2 separate regions of the Oryctolagus cuniculus genome follow, and region 1 is linked to region 2. The links are chromatin contacts, called in public Micro-C maps. All regions are on one chromosome and are shown on one strand. The core of a region is the stretch at or near the end of the contact, and the rest is flanking DNA. Distances in the headings are between cores, read along the strand shown. Region 1 holds the start of ABCC12 (ATP binding cassette subfamily C member 12). Region 2 has its middle 310 kb from the start of PHKB.

What was found. A called contact is a pair of places that touch in the nucleus more often than the background predicts.
Region 1: a Micro-C map of ear pinna shows a contact between it and region 2, with 3 times the contacts expected there. The contact joins the promoter of ABCC12 here to the enhancer-like site in region 2. A contact is called at or near these places in 2 of 6 Hi-C or Micro-C datasets (ear pinna and an unstated tissue).

Annotation. Positions count from the first base shown.
Region 1 is chr18:31,879,179-31,886,141 of mOryCun1.1, forward strand. ABCC12 (ATP binding cassette subfamily C member 12) reads right to left here and starts at 5,164. Exons shown (of 29, transcript XM_051833879.2): 1 at 4,997-5,164.
Region 2 is chr18:31,524,453-31,531,436 of mOryCun1.1, forward strand. No RefSeq gene overlaps it. Among named protein-coding and RNA genes, the nearest start is that of PHKB, 310 kb to the left of the region's middle. Within about 2 kb of position 4,854, at least 1 of the 8 cell types and tissues checked has an H3K27ac peak or open chromatin away from gene starts, as enhancers often do.

The sequences.
Region 1 (6,963 bases), core at 3,914-6,413, 360 kb after region 2:
AAGCAAATATAGACAGTCTCCTGACTTTTTTTTTTGTCTTAAAACAGGGAAGGATTTTTTAAAGCAAATTAAATAAATAAGCCAAAAGGTAGAAGTGTGATAACCTACTCCATTAAAATTATAAAAGTCTGTTATGCCGTTGATACAATTTTGGAAAAGGTCAAAAAGAGAGGCCACTTGCTGGTATAAATGCGATCCACTTAACTACAAAGAATTAGCGCTCAGAATCTATAAAGAATCTCCAATACATCAATGACAAAAGAACAACCAACTTTACAAGTGGGCGAAAGACAGAAACAGATCATCGACAGATGATCCAAACAAACACCCAAAAAATATGCTCAGTGTCTGAGTACCAGAGAGGTGTGAATTAAAGTCGCAATCACACAAGTCACAATGAGCAACGAGCAATCACATTCCTCATTCTTTAAACAGGCGATACTTAAAAGTCTAGCATTTCCAAGTCTTGGCCTAGAATGGAGCAGAGCAGCTCTTCAGCCCTGCTGGTGGGAATAGCAATCACGCAACTGATTTGTAAGGCGAGTTCAATATCTTCTGATTAGCACACCCGGTAATTATCCTCCTTACGCCTGCAGGAGAGCCTTTGAGAAACTCTGCCTCTTCACGCCTGTTCACACCCAGAGTGGTCACAGCTCTGCAGGCTCCCTCCCCTCCCCCCATCCTCCTCAGCGCTTCTCCTCTGCCTCTGAAGTCTTGCTTCTGTCACACGCACAGGTGTCAACTCTGAAGCTCAAACCAGAAAACACACAGAGGCGAGCCGCAGAGAGGAGAAATCACTGTAAGTGAGGTAATATCTTTATACATCTATAGCGGCATACAAATTGGCAGCCCATAACCCAGCTTCATCAACTGGAATGTAATGCTTTTAAGAATACAGTGCAATATGCAGAAGAAGAGGAGCCAGTGCTGTGGCACACCAGGTTGAGCCGTGACCTGCAGTTGCTGGCATCCCGTATGGATGGAGGTTTGAGTCCCAGCTGCTCCACTTCCGATCCAGCTCCCTGCTAATGCATGGAAGATGACCCAAGTGCCTTGGGCCCCGCACCCATGTGGGGGACTCAGAAAAAGTTCTTTATTATCTTCATAAGTGTTTTGTAAATCTAAAATTATCCTAAAAATTGTTTATTTTGAAGAAATGGGTAGGAAATTTCTATAGCAAATTCAAAGTAATCAGCGTTTCCTGGAGGACAACGATGAGATCTGGAAGTCACGTGGGGATCCTCCCAAGTTTCTCTAGTATTTCATTATAATGTTAAGAATGCAAATACTGGGGCCAATGCTGTGGCATAGCGGGTTAAGCCTCTGCCTGCAACGCTGTCCTTCCATATGGGCACTGGTCCGAGTCCCAGATGCTCCACTTCCAATCCAGCTCCCTGCTAATGCACCTGGGAAAGCAGCAGAGATGGCCCAAGTACTTGGGCCTCTACATTCACATGGGTGACCTGGAAGAAACTTCTGGATCCTGGCTTCAGATTGGCCCAGCTCCAGCTGTTGTGGCCATTTGGGGAGTGAACCAGTGGATGAAAGATCTCTCTCTCTGTCTGTCTCCTCCTCTCTCTGTCTGTAACTGTCTCTCTCAAATAAATAAATAAATCTTTAAGGAAAAAAAGAGTGCTTCTGTTTAAAAAAAAGCATTCCAGATGGAAAGACACTATGGAGACAAAGGTGTCCAGAGGGGAGCATTTTGCTCTGTGGGTAACACCCCGTGGGACACCCACGTCCTGTGTCACAGAGCCAATTTCAAATCAAGTCCCGACTCTGCTTCTGACTCCAGCTTCCTGCTAATGTGCACCCTGGGAGGCAGCAGGTGATGCTCAAGTACTTGGTCTCTGCCACCCACAGGGGAGACCTAGATGGAGTTCCTGGTTCCTGGCTTCAGCCTGGCCCAGACCTGGTTGTCATGCACCTGTGGGGAGTGAACCGCTGGATGGAAGATCTTCCACTGTCTATCTCTGTCTTTCTCTCTCTCTCTCTCTCTCTCTCTCTACCTTTCAAGTAAATTTTTAAAAAATATTTAAGAAAAGAGAGAGACATGACACCTAAAAGTAATACATCATCCTGGATTGCATCCTGGGCCAGGAAAAAAATTGTTTTCTAATTGATATAATTGGGCCAATTACCAAAATTTGAATGTAGGCTATAAGATTATGTAAAAAATATTACATCAAAGTTAAATTTCCTGATTTTGACCGTGATGCAATTTGAAAATTAATAATTTTTCTGATTCTGGTTCTGTTTTTGAGAAACACACGCTGAAGAATTTAGGGATAAAAGAGCGAAATGCCTGCCATTGACTTTCAACTGTGTCAGAAAAACAGCAATGCAGAGAGAGAGAAGGCAAGAACAAATGGGGCAAGATGCTCATGGTCGTTTGCAAACCTCGGGCAAGGGTAGTTAGGATTTCTCAGCACGACTCTTGCTACTTTTCTGCGAATTTGAAAAGAAAAAATGAAACTTTTTTTTTTAAGGAAAGAGCCCTAAAGGGAGTGAGCTTTTTCCTTCTGTGGAACTCAGGGCTCTGAGCACTGGCTCTGGTCTCAGGAGCCGGGCATAGCACGCCTGTGTCCCCTGGGTGTACGCCTTCTGCTATCGGAAAATGGTCTTTGTTTCCTTCAGCTGCCCCAACCCCGGGTGGGCTGTTCTCCCCTCTGCAGAATAAACTCCCCAGGCCCTCCAGCCTGGTGCGTCTTGTGCACAGCTGGGACCCCGCGCCAGGAGAACCCTGCACCTATAGTTTCTGTTTTTCCACTCACAGTGCTGACAGCCAAGGGTGCTCACAGGTAGCTGTCACAGCTTCCCTTAGGGGTCCTGAGCCCAGTTCAGGAGGCCAGGCCTGCAGGGCCAGGTTGGGGCAATCAGAATGCATAGGCAATGGGCGCTGAGAGGTAATTTCCTTGAATACTCAGCGGGGCAAGCAGAGCTGTGATTACCTAAGACGGCTTGGAAGCCTTGCAGCTGGAATGGCACGTTGCTAAATTCGGCAGCCGCGGGGGGAAATGAGGCTTTGTAAATCAGGAAGTCTGCTTTGGCTAACGTCTCCATCGCCGTCTGTCATGCCAGCCTCTGCCAGGAGTGAGGAGCTGCCTGAGGTGAGAAATCTGCTCTCACAGTCACGGGGGACAGGGAGCAGTGGGGCAGCTTAGTGAGAGCTGGGAGTGGCCAGGCCAGGGGCCCTGCAGCCATCACGACTCTGTCCCTGGCCTGGCTCTCTCCAGCGGAGCAGCTGAGGGTCAGCAGGAGACAGCACAAAGTCCCCGGTGCTCCTGCTCGCTTGCAAGGGGACGGCGCCCACCCTGACCTCAACAGACTGCACGGCAGAAGCAGGAAGGACTCTGTTGGGAGCACAGGATGCAAACAGATACACTGATGTACTGGTCCCTTTATCAGGATCTGCACTGTTAAAATCTCCTTCTACTTTGTGGAAAACAATAATTAGGAGACACCATGTCTTTCATTTTTTTAAGATACATTTATGGGGCCAGCACTGTGGCATAGCGGGTAAAGCCGCTGCCTCCATGCTGGCACCCCATATGGGCATTGGTTCAAGTCCCGGCTGCTCCACTTCCATTCCAGCTCCATGCTGATGCACCTGGGAAGGTAGTGGAGGATGGCCTAAGTGCTTGGGCCCCTGCACCCGTATGGGAGACCTGGAAGAAGCTCCTGGCTCCTGGCTTCAGCCTGGCCATTGTGGTCATTTGGGGAGTGAACCAGCTGATCGAAGACCTCTCTCTCTCTCTCTCTCTCTCTCTCTCTCTCTCTCTGCCTCTCCTTCTCTTTCTGTGTAACTCTTTCAAATAAATAAATAAATCTTTAAAAAAAATAAAAACTTTCTGCTTTTGTCGGAAAATCGTGAGTTCCAGTTGCTGGTGTGGCTTCCACCAGCTGATGCCGAGCAGGTGGGGCATGCCTCTGTTCAATACAGTCCCCACCCCTCCTTACTGTCTCCCCACATTTGCACTGCTCTTTGCCAGGGAGTGCACTCATTTTTCTCCATCCTTGTCTCTGTCCACAGTGGGAGAACAGATGTCTAGAGGGTATCTCAAGGAGAAACATTTCCTACTTACTCTTATTTCTGTCTGTCCCCCCAACCCAGAAAATTCACAGCTTTGTGCCTGAGAACCAGTCTTTGCTGGTGCCCATCACAGGAGCCCTTCCTCCGTGTCCCCAAGCCTTTCCCCACGACCTTGCTGGATCAGGGACTGTGGCCCTCCCCCTGCAAGCCCTTTTTAAAGCCCATAGTGCATTATCAACAGGGATGGTCTCATGCTGCCCCGACCCCTTCCTCCAGCGCTGTCAGTCTCCAGCCCAGAGGTGCAGCGCCAAAGCTGTCCTCAGGCCCCGCCCCTCACCTCTCCACGTGTCCAGGCACCATCGTGGGCAGCCAGACCGGGCAAGGACCCTGAAGGATGAGGGGCTGGTGTGGGAGAGGAGGAAGGAAGTGGAGAGGGGAGATGAGGACGCTTGTGCAAGAAATCTGAGGGTGCGGGAAGGGAGGGATCTGGTTTACGTCCTCGCATCCCCGGGGAGGGGGGGTCCCCAACGAGGTCACTGACTCAGTACAGATACAACGGAAGAAGAGGAAAGCCCTTGGGTTGAAACTATGAGAGCCACACAGCGATGCAGCAGGCATTCAAGGGGTGTGTGTGTGTGTGTGTGTGTGTGTATCTCCATCTCCCATGATTGACTTGTGAACAGTACTGTGTGTGTGTCAAAAGACCAATTTATTCAATATAGACTGTTTGTATGTCACAGATTCTGAACTCCCGTCTTGGGATTTCTGCTTTTCCTTGATGATAGCTGAAACCTCCCAAAATGGAAGTGCCCCAGGATCCCCCCGACCCTCTGAGATCCCCAAGTCCCTGCTTCCCCCTGCCCCCAGCAACACTCACACAGAGGCAGCCACAGTGGAGGGTGTCACCCTCCACAGCCCCAGGGACCAGCTGGTGGCCACTGACCGCAACACACAGGTGCTTACCTGAGCAGGGAGCACGCTGGTCCTCAGGGCTGCAAGCAGAGGAGGAGGGACCAATCAGAAGCCATGGGGCTCGGAGCCTGCTGCCCACCTCTCCACGCACCTCTGCTCTGGCTCCTCGCGTCCCACCTGCCCGGAGCCCTCCTCTCCAACTGCCCCATTCAACTGCCGCTCCCACCACCCCCAAGGAGGGAACTCTGGGGGGCCAACATTCCCTCCACCCACATTAAAGGGCACTGCCCCTTCCGGGAGGGGCCCGTGTCGTGGACCAGTGCCTTCAGGGACGGCCACCCCTTCTGTGGCTGGCCACAGCACAGCTTTGTGGAAGAGCCCGTCCCCAGCTGTGGAGACAGAGAAGCAAGATGCCTTGCACGAGTGGCTTGGGGCAGGAGCTGAGACCAGCACCCAAGTCTCCTGAGTCCTATTCCAGGCACCTGCCTTCGAGAATGCGTCCCATTTCCCCCTCTGCCTCCTGCAAAGGCGAGGCAACCCTGCAGGCAGGGAAGGTGCAAGGAGTCCCATTTTCAAAACACAGAAACGCTCATCCATACAGTCCCTGCTCGTGTGGCCGAAAACAAAGGTGCGATTTGAACTTTTTTTTTTTTTATCTTGCATTGAGCGGAAGGTAAGTTTGAGACAGGCCCTAGCTGCTCCCTCTTTTGCATGAAGGTTTCAGGTTTGTCCTTACTCAAGCACTGCCAACGGGGGCACAGGTCTTTTCTGGGCCGTTGCAAGCCAAAGTGAGTGTGTGGCTTCCACGGGGTTGGGAGGGTGCAAGATCCTTGCAGTCAGAAATAAACGTTGACTCATTTTCAAGAATTACTTAGGCACCTTAGGAGACCTTCTCCACCTGACTCAAACAGATTTTATGACAAATGTTGCTGTAGCATTTCTTTTCTTTTTTTTTTTTTTCCTAGCGGCCCAGGGCTCTGCTTTCCCTCCTGCTGGCCAAGTTCTCCCCCTGCTGGCTGGTTCTGGCCGCACAACTTCCTGAAGATGCAGATCACTGCCTGTGCCCAACCCCACACTCATCTTCAGGACAAGAGTGAGACAGGAGTGAGCAGGGGATTGTGGGGTGGCCAGATCCCCAGCCTGGGGAGGGGGCTGGCCCAACGGGGGTGTTCTTGTCCCCCTTCCACAGCCTCCATCCCTTCCCCACGGCCGCACTACCGCTAATACAGTCAGCTGGTATTTGCAGAGCCCTTTTGTACAGGGAAGTGCTTAATCCTGTTTACCATCCCCCCACCCCAGGAGGTCCCCCCAGCACCCCCAGACTCCCTCTCCCTGTCTCCCAGCTTCAGAGGATGCACGCAAATCCGGCCATGTTGACAGAAAGGGGGATTCCCGCGCGTTTCCTCCATGTCCCTGGAAGGCCTGGCGGAGGTGGCCTTGCACCGAGACTAGCCTCGGTTGGGGACTTTGGAGAGAAGACTGTTGGCCTATGGGGAGCAGAGGGGAAGTAGGGCAGGGGAGGGGCTGTCCAGTCTCTGCCCAAAGGAGTCGGACAAGAACAGATGGGTGCCTGCAGCAGGCAGTGAAGAGACTCAGCCAAGGTCACAGAGCTGAAGCCCAGCCTGCGGAGACCCCTGCGGGGGAGGAAAGGCGGGAGAACCCAGTGCACTGACTGCAGGGAGAAGAAAGCAACCAGGAATCCCAGCTCTGGCTTCCTTGATCGTTTGAATACTTTTATGTTGTACACAAACATGTCAGCCCAGCGGTATCCAGGGAGATCTGACACACAGTTTAAACGTGACGGGGGGCGGGGGTGGGGGGGGGAGTCTGTGTGTCCAACAGGAACCGTGGCACTCAGTGGTGAAAAGGAAAGAGGATTTTCCACCACGGAGGTTCTGTGAGGCTGTCTGAAATTCTTTTAAAAATGAGACCAGTGGGAGAGGGGAAGGAGAAAGAGAGAGGGGGAGAGAATTAAAGAGATCTGGCCCCAAGTCCCAGGAAGGATTGTGAAGCCCCCT
Region 2 (6,984 bases), core at 3,604-6,103:
CGGGTCTTGAACCGGTGCCCATATGGGATGCCAGTGCTTCAGGCCAGGGCGTTAACCCGCTGTGCCACAGTGGCAGGAAGGTCTTTGGTGCAAGCTGTTAAGATGCCACTTGTGATACCTACACTGTATACTGGGGTGCCGAGGTGCAAGTCCCAGCTCTGCTCCTGAGTCCAGCTTCCTACCAGTGAACTCTCTGGGAGGCAGCAGTTGTTATGGACATGGGTAGCTGTGGCCCTGACACCTGTGTGGGAGACCCAGATTTAATTCCTGGTTCCTGGGTTTGGTTTGGCCCAGCCCTGGCTGTTGTGGGTATTTGGGAACTCTCTGTCTCTCTGCCTTTCAAATAAAATATTTTTAAAAAATTAGTTGTGTTTCTACACACCAATAATGAAAAATCAGAAAAATAAATTAGAAAACAAATTTATAGTGTCAAGAATAAAATAGGAATGAATCTTTTTAAAATTCTATGTTATTTATCTGAAAGACTAAGTTACAAAGAGAGAGGCAGAGAGAGAGAGAGAGAGAGAGAGAGAGAGAGAGAGACTTTCCATTCTCTGGTTTACTCCCCAAATGGCTGCAGCAGCCAGAGCTGAGCCAGACCAAATCCAGGAACTGGGAGCTTCTTCTGTGCCTCCCACATGGGTTCAGGGGCACATATACTTGGGCCATCTCTGCTGCTTTCTTAGGCACATTAGCAGGAAGCTGGATTGGAAGTGGAGCAGTTGGGACTCAGATGGTGCCCATATAGGACGCTGGCATCGCAAGTGGCAGCTTTACCTGCTACACCACAATATCAGCCCTAGGAATAAATCTTAATCAAAGAGCATAAAGACTTTTATGGTGAAAACCTTGCTGAAAATCAAAGAGGACACAAGTAAATGGAAAGACATCTGTGTTCAGGAATTGAAAGACTTAACCTTGCTAAGATGCCAATACTTCCCAAAGTGATTTACAGATTCAGTGCAATCTCTACTACAATAGAAATAGAAAAAAGCAAATCCTAGAATTTACACGGAATCTCAAGGGACCTTGAATGGCCAAAGCAATCTCAAGGAAGAATGAAGTTGGAAGATCCATATTTCTGGATTTCAAAACATACTACAAGCATTTAGAAATCAGAATATTGTGACAATGACATTATGATAGGCGTGTAGACTAATGGAATAGAGCAGACATCCCAGAAACCAACTCTCAGGAGTAAGGTCAAATGCCCTTTACAAGGCTGCCAAGAGCAGCAAATAGAGAAAGAAGACTATCTTCAACGAGTAGCACCCCAAGAAGGGAATACTCACGTGTAAAAGAATGAAGTCTGATAGTTACCTTATACCATATCAAAGAGTAGACTCCCACTGGATTAAAGATTTAGAAGTAAGACCTAGGAATATAACATAGAGGAGACTTCATGGCATTGTATTTGGCAATGATTTCTTGACTATGCCACCAAAAGCATTGTCAGCAAAGCACATCTGGACAAATGGTTCTATACCGGACTTAAACACTTCTCTCCATCAAATAACACAATCCAAGCAGTGAAAAGTCAAAAACTAGAATGGGATAATATATTTGCCAATCATATAACTGATGAGAGATTTATATCCATAATATATAGATAAATTCTAGAATTCAATGGAAACAACAGCAAAAACAACCTGATTTTAAAATGGTCAAAAGAATTGAATATACATTTCTCCAAAGATAATAAATGGCCAGTTAATATATGAAAAGATGCTCAATATTACTAATCCTTAGAGAAATGCAAATCAGAAGCACAATAAGGCATTATACTTGTAAGGCTACTATAAGAAAAAGGCAACTACAGAAAATAACAAGTGTTGATAAGGATGTGGAGAAACTGGGACCCTGTGCAGTTGTTGGTGGCATTATGAAAGGTGCAGTTTCTGTGGGAAATAGCATGTTAGCTCCTCAAAACATTAAAAATAGAATTACTTTAAGAACTAGCAATCCCAATTCTGGGTTATACACAAAAGAACCGAAAACAGGGTCTTCAAAAAATATTTGGGCATCCAAGTTCATAGCAGCATTGTTCACTGCCATTAAGAGCACGAAACAATCCAAGGGTCCTCCCCCACCATTGATAAATACAAAAGCAACATGTGGTCCCTAGCATGGGGTAGGATTCAGCTCCAGAAAGGGAGGTCATCCTATCATGCTACAACCTGGATGGAACTTAAAGACCTTATGCGAAGGGAAATTAGCCACACCAAAAGATAAATACTGTATATCCTACTTATATAAAGAATCTAAAATAGCCAAAGTCATAGAAAAAGAAAGTAGGACGGTGGTTGCCAGGGGCTGAGGGAGGGGAAAATGAGACACTGATGAATGGGCGAAGCATTTCAGTTTTGCAACATAAAACGTTCTGAAGATCTGTGGCCCAACATGGCCATATGCTTAATGCTCTGAACTGCACACTTAAAAATGGTTACTATAAAAAATGGTTACTACAGTACATTTTATATGGGTTATTTTTGTCATAATAAAAAAGAAAGGAAAAAAGTCAAGGAATAGAGAAAGAAATATCACAGATATATTATCACTAATCGAAAGAAAGCTGGAGCAGCTTGTTAATTTCAAAGAAGGCGTCAGAGCAAGGAAAATTATCAGCAATACATGTTTTATGAATGATAAAGGGGGCAGTTCTCTAAGCTAATACAACATTTTAAAAATATTTATTTATTTGAGAGGTGGAGAGATGTGAGAGAGAATGTGAGAGGGGGGGAGAGAGAGAGAGAGAGCTCCCATCGACTGGTTCACTCCACAAATGCCTGAAATAGCCTGGGATGGGCCAGGGATGAAGCCCGGAGCTGAGAGCTGAATCCCGGTCTCCCATGGAGGTGGCGAAGCCCCAGTTACTTGAGCTATCACTTCTGCTTCCCAAGATCTGCAGTGGCAGGAAGCTGCAGCCAGGAGCCAAATATTCTTTATTCTTTTTTAAGTTAAAGACTTTTTAAAAAAGATTTATTTGAAAGGGAGAGTTACAGATGGTGAGAATGAGATACAGAGAAAGGTCTTCCATCCAACTGTCACAATCTATAAGCCATTATCAATTCCCCATAATTTCTTTTAAGATTTATTTTATTTATTTGAAAGACAGAATTACAGAGAGAGGTAGAGACAGAGAGAGAGAGGCCTTCCATCTGCTGGTTCACTCCCCAGATGGCAGCAATGGCCAGAGCTGAGTCAGTCCGAAGTCAGGAGCCAGGAGCTTCTTCCAAGTCTCCCACGTGGGTGCAGGGGCCCAAGGACTTGGGTCGTCTTCTACTTCTTTCCCAGGCCATAGCAGAGAATTGGATCAGAAGAGGAGTAGCTTGGTCTATAACCGGCGCCCATATGGGATGCCAGTGCCACAGGTGGAGGATTAACCTACTCCGCCACAGAGCTGACCCGGCCAAACATTCTTATATGGGATGCAGGGGTCTTAACCATTAAGCTAAATGCCCACCCCGATATAATAAACCTAATGTGTATGTTCCCCCGAACACAGTAACACAATACATGTGGCAAAAAATAATAGATCTCCAGGGAGAAATAGATCCATACTAGTGGGGCGAATTAAAAAAACAAACAAACAAACAAATAAGGTACATACTATGCAAGCTGGCAATATGTGCTACAGAGGAAAATAAAGCAGAGGACAATGTGGAGTGTTAGAGGAGTCTAACAATTTTAACAGGGAGGTCAGACAGAGCCTCACTTCTCAGTGAGCTTTGGGAAAGGGAGAGAAGGAAGGAGACACCTTGGTTTCTCTTTAAAAATTTATTTATTGGCCAGTGCCGCGGCTCACTTGGCTAATCCTCCACCTGTGGCGCTGGTACTCCGGGTTCTAGTCCCTGTTGGGGCGCCGGATTCTGTCCTGGCTGCCCCTCTTCCAGTCCAGCTCTCTGCTGTGGCCCGGGAAGGCAGTGGAGGATGGCCCAAGTGCTTGGGCCCCTGAATCCGCATGGGAGACGAGGAGGAAGCACCTGGCTCCTGGCTTCGGATCAGTGCAGCGTGCCAGCAGTAGCAGCCATTTGGGGGGTGAACCAACGGAAGGAAGACCTTTCTCTCTCTCTCTCTCTCTCTCTCTCTCTGTCTAATTCTGCCTGTCAAAAAAAAAAAAAAGTAAAGAAAAATTTATTTATTTATTTACTTGAAGGTTTTGGGGAGGAGCAAGAAAAGAAAAAGACCGAAAGAGATCATCCATGCATTGGTTCACTCTTCAAATGCCTGCAACAGCCAGAGGCGGGCCAGGCTGAAGCCAGGAGCTGGGAACTCCATCTGGGTCTCCCATGTGGGTGGCAGAAAGTCAGTTCCTGATCCGTCACCTGCTGCCTCTCAAGGTGTGCATTATTAGGAACCTGGAACTGGGACTTGAATACTTTGCTCTGATATGGGATGTGGGCGCTCCCAGCGTTACCCTGAACATTGCACCGACGTCTGCCCTTCCACTTTGGTTTCTCGGGCAAAATGTCTGGTCAGAGGAAACAGCTACTGGGCAGAAGCTTGTGGTGGGGATTCTCTACATCACTGGAAATGCTGTGGCTAGAGGGAGATCATTAAAGGAAGGCAGAGAGCCCGGACACACTGTGCTGTGGTCCTTTGTGAGAATTTTAGCTTTTACTCTGAAAGAAATGGGTATTCCAAACAGGGTTGTGACATGATGTGGTTTGTGGTTCACCAGAATGTGGTATAATAAAAAATATATATATTTGCTGTTGTCCGCAGTTCCTGACTCAGAACTCCTAAAAGCCTTGGCATTTGCCAAGGAGTGTCTTTTTTATGATAACAAGATGACTCATAGGCTGAGGATGACTCAGAGCCTCAGTCTCCAGGCGTGTGACCAGGAAAACCAAAACCAACCACATGATTAGAGTTGGAATTTCCAGCTCACTCTGTACCTATGGACAGAGGAGCAGGGCTGGACATTAAGTTCAATTACCAAGAGCCAAAGTCTTAGTAAATTGCACCTACCTAATGACACCTCCATTAGAACTCTGAAACAACGAAGCTAGTGGAGCTTCTAGGTTTGTGAACACGGGGATGACCTCGGGAGTGTGTTTGGAGAGGGCGTCCAGCTCTGTGCCACCCCAACCCCTGCTCCCCACCTTGTCCTTTGCATCTCTTCCATTGGGCTGTTGCTGGGTTGCATCCTGTATAATGCAAGTGTAACAGCCAGCATAGCTCTTCCCTGTATTCTGTGAGTCACTATAGTGACTGAGGGAGGGAGAGTGGGTCTTGGGAACCCTCCAATTTATGGTTGGCCACACAGAAGTGTGAGTAGCCTGGGGTCCCCCCCTCGTGGCTGGGTTCAGAAGTGGAGGCATCTTATGGGATAGAAACCTTGACTTATGAAAGCCCAGGCTAACCCTTGGTTGTTAGAAGCAGAACTGAATTGAACTGTAGGAAACCCAGTTAGTATCAGAGAACTGGAGAATTAGTTCTTGGAAAAAAGACACAGCAGCAGGTCACCCTGGCTGTTGTTCAGAGGGCAGCATGAAGGGGACCAATGGCAGAAGAAGTAGGGAGACAATCGGGAGCCTAGGATGGAGACCTGGGGGAGACATAACCGTGGTGGAGGTGAGACGTGTTTGGACTGTGGACGTATTTTTTTTTTTTTTTTGGACAGGCAGAGTTAGACAGTGAGAGAGAGAGAGATACAGAGAGAAAGGTCTTCCTTTTTCCGTTGGTTCACCCCCCAAGTGGCCGCTACGGCTGGCGCATTGCAGCCGGTACGCTGCGCCCATCCGAAGCCAGGAGCCAAGTGCTTCCTCCTGGTCTCCCATGCAGGTGCAGGGCCCAAGGACCTGGGCCATCCTCCACTGCACTCCCGGGCCACAGCAGAGAGCTGGACTGGAAGAGGAGCAACCTGGACAGAATCCGGCGCCCCAACCGGGACTAGAACCTGGGATGCCGGCGCCACAGGCGGAGGATTAGCCTAGTGAATCATGGCGCCAGCCATGTGGATGTATTTTGAAGGTAATGCCAGTGTGATTTGCATGGCATGGGATAGAAAGAGGAGTTGAGCTTGATACAGCAGCATGGGCATGTGGAACTATGCTGTCCTTCTCAATGCCCAGTTCTCTGCACCCTCTCCAAAACACAGTTAGGGGTTGGATGAGCAGGTCAGGCATACAAATCCATTCCAACACCTTTAGTTTTCTTTTTCTTAAACTAAAAATAAACTTAGTTACACTAAGTTCTTATTTTCATTTTGTTTATTTGAAAGGTAGAGTGACAGAGAGAGGGGAGAAGGAGAGAGAGAGAGAGAGAGAGAGAGAGAGAAGGAGAGAGAACATTCCCATCTTTCTCTGTGAACATCTTCTTCGATACTGTGCAAAGGAGTTTTGGACATTTATACCACCCTCAGGACATGTCACCATCCAATCCAGCTTCACTCAGCTGAATAAGCAAACATGTAGAACAACAGGTAGCTGTGCCCAGCATGCTGACTCCAGAGTCGGTAAACACGCTGGCACTGATGGAGGCAGCCTGGATAGACCGGCTTCTGCCCTCCTTGCCCTATACCTTCAGAATCCATTTCATGCATTTCTCCAGGCTGTTCCTACAAATCCTCAAATCCTGCAATTATTTTTAATGTTTTCACTTCTTCCTTGGGGGTTTGACTTTGAGTCTGATCCTACTCTAGAGTCTAGAGTTCTGTCTCAAGGCAATGCAGGGTGTTGGGTATGTAACATGAGGAGCACTAATGTCCCCTGGCAATGTGGGCATCTCAGGTGAGGTCATCACGGGTCTTAGACACAGGCAGCTTCACAGCCTTTGACAGAGGAGAGGCCAGTTCTACTGCAGAGAGGTGGTCTCAGATTTGGGTGTTTCAGACACTCAGAGTAAACGACCTCCTCCCAAAGTTAGCAATCTGTTTCCCCATTCAATATTTTAATGTTTTCAGGAGACATTAGCAGGCCGCCGGCTCCGATTTTGATTCTCATTTTGGCTTATGTCTACCCTGTGGATATAAAAAATGGA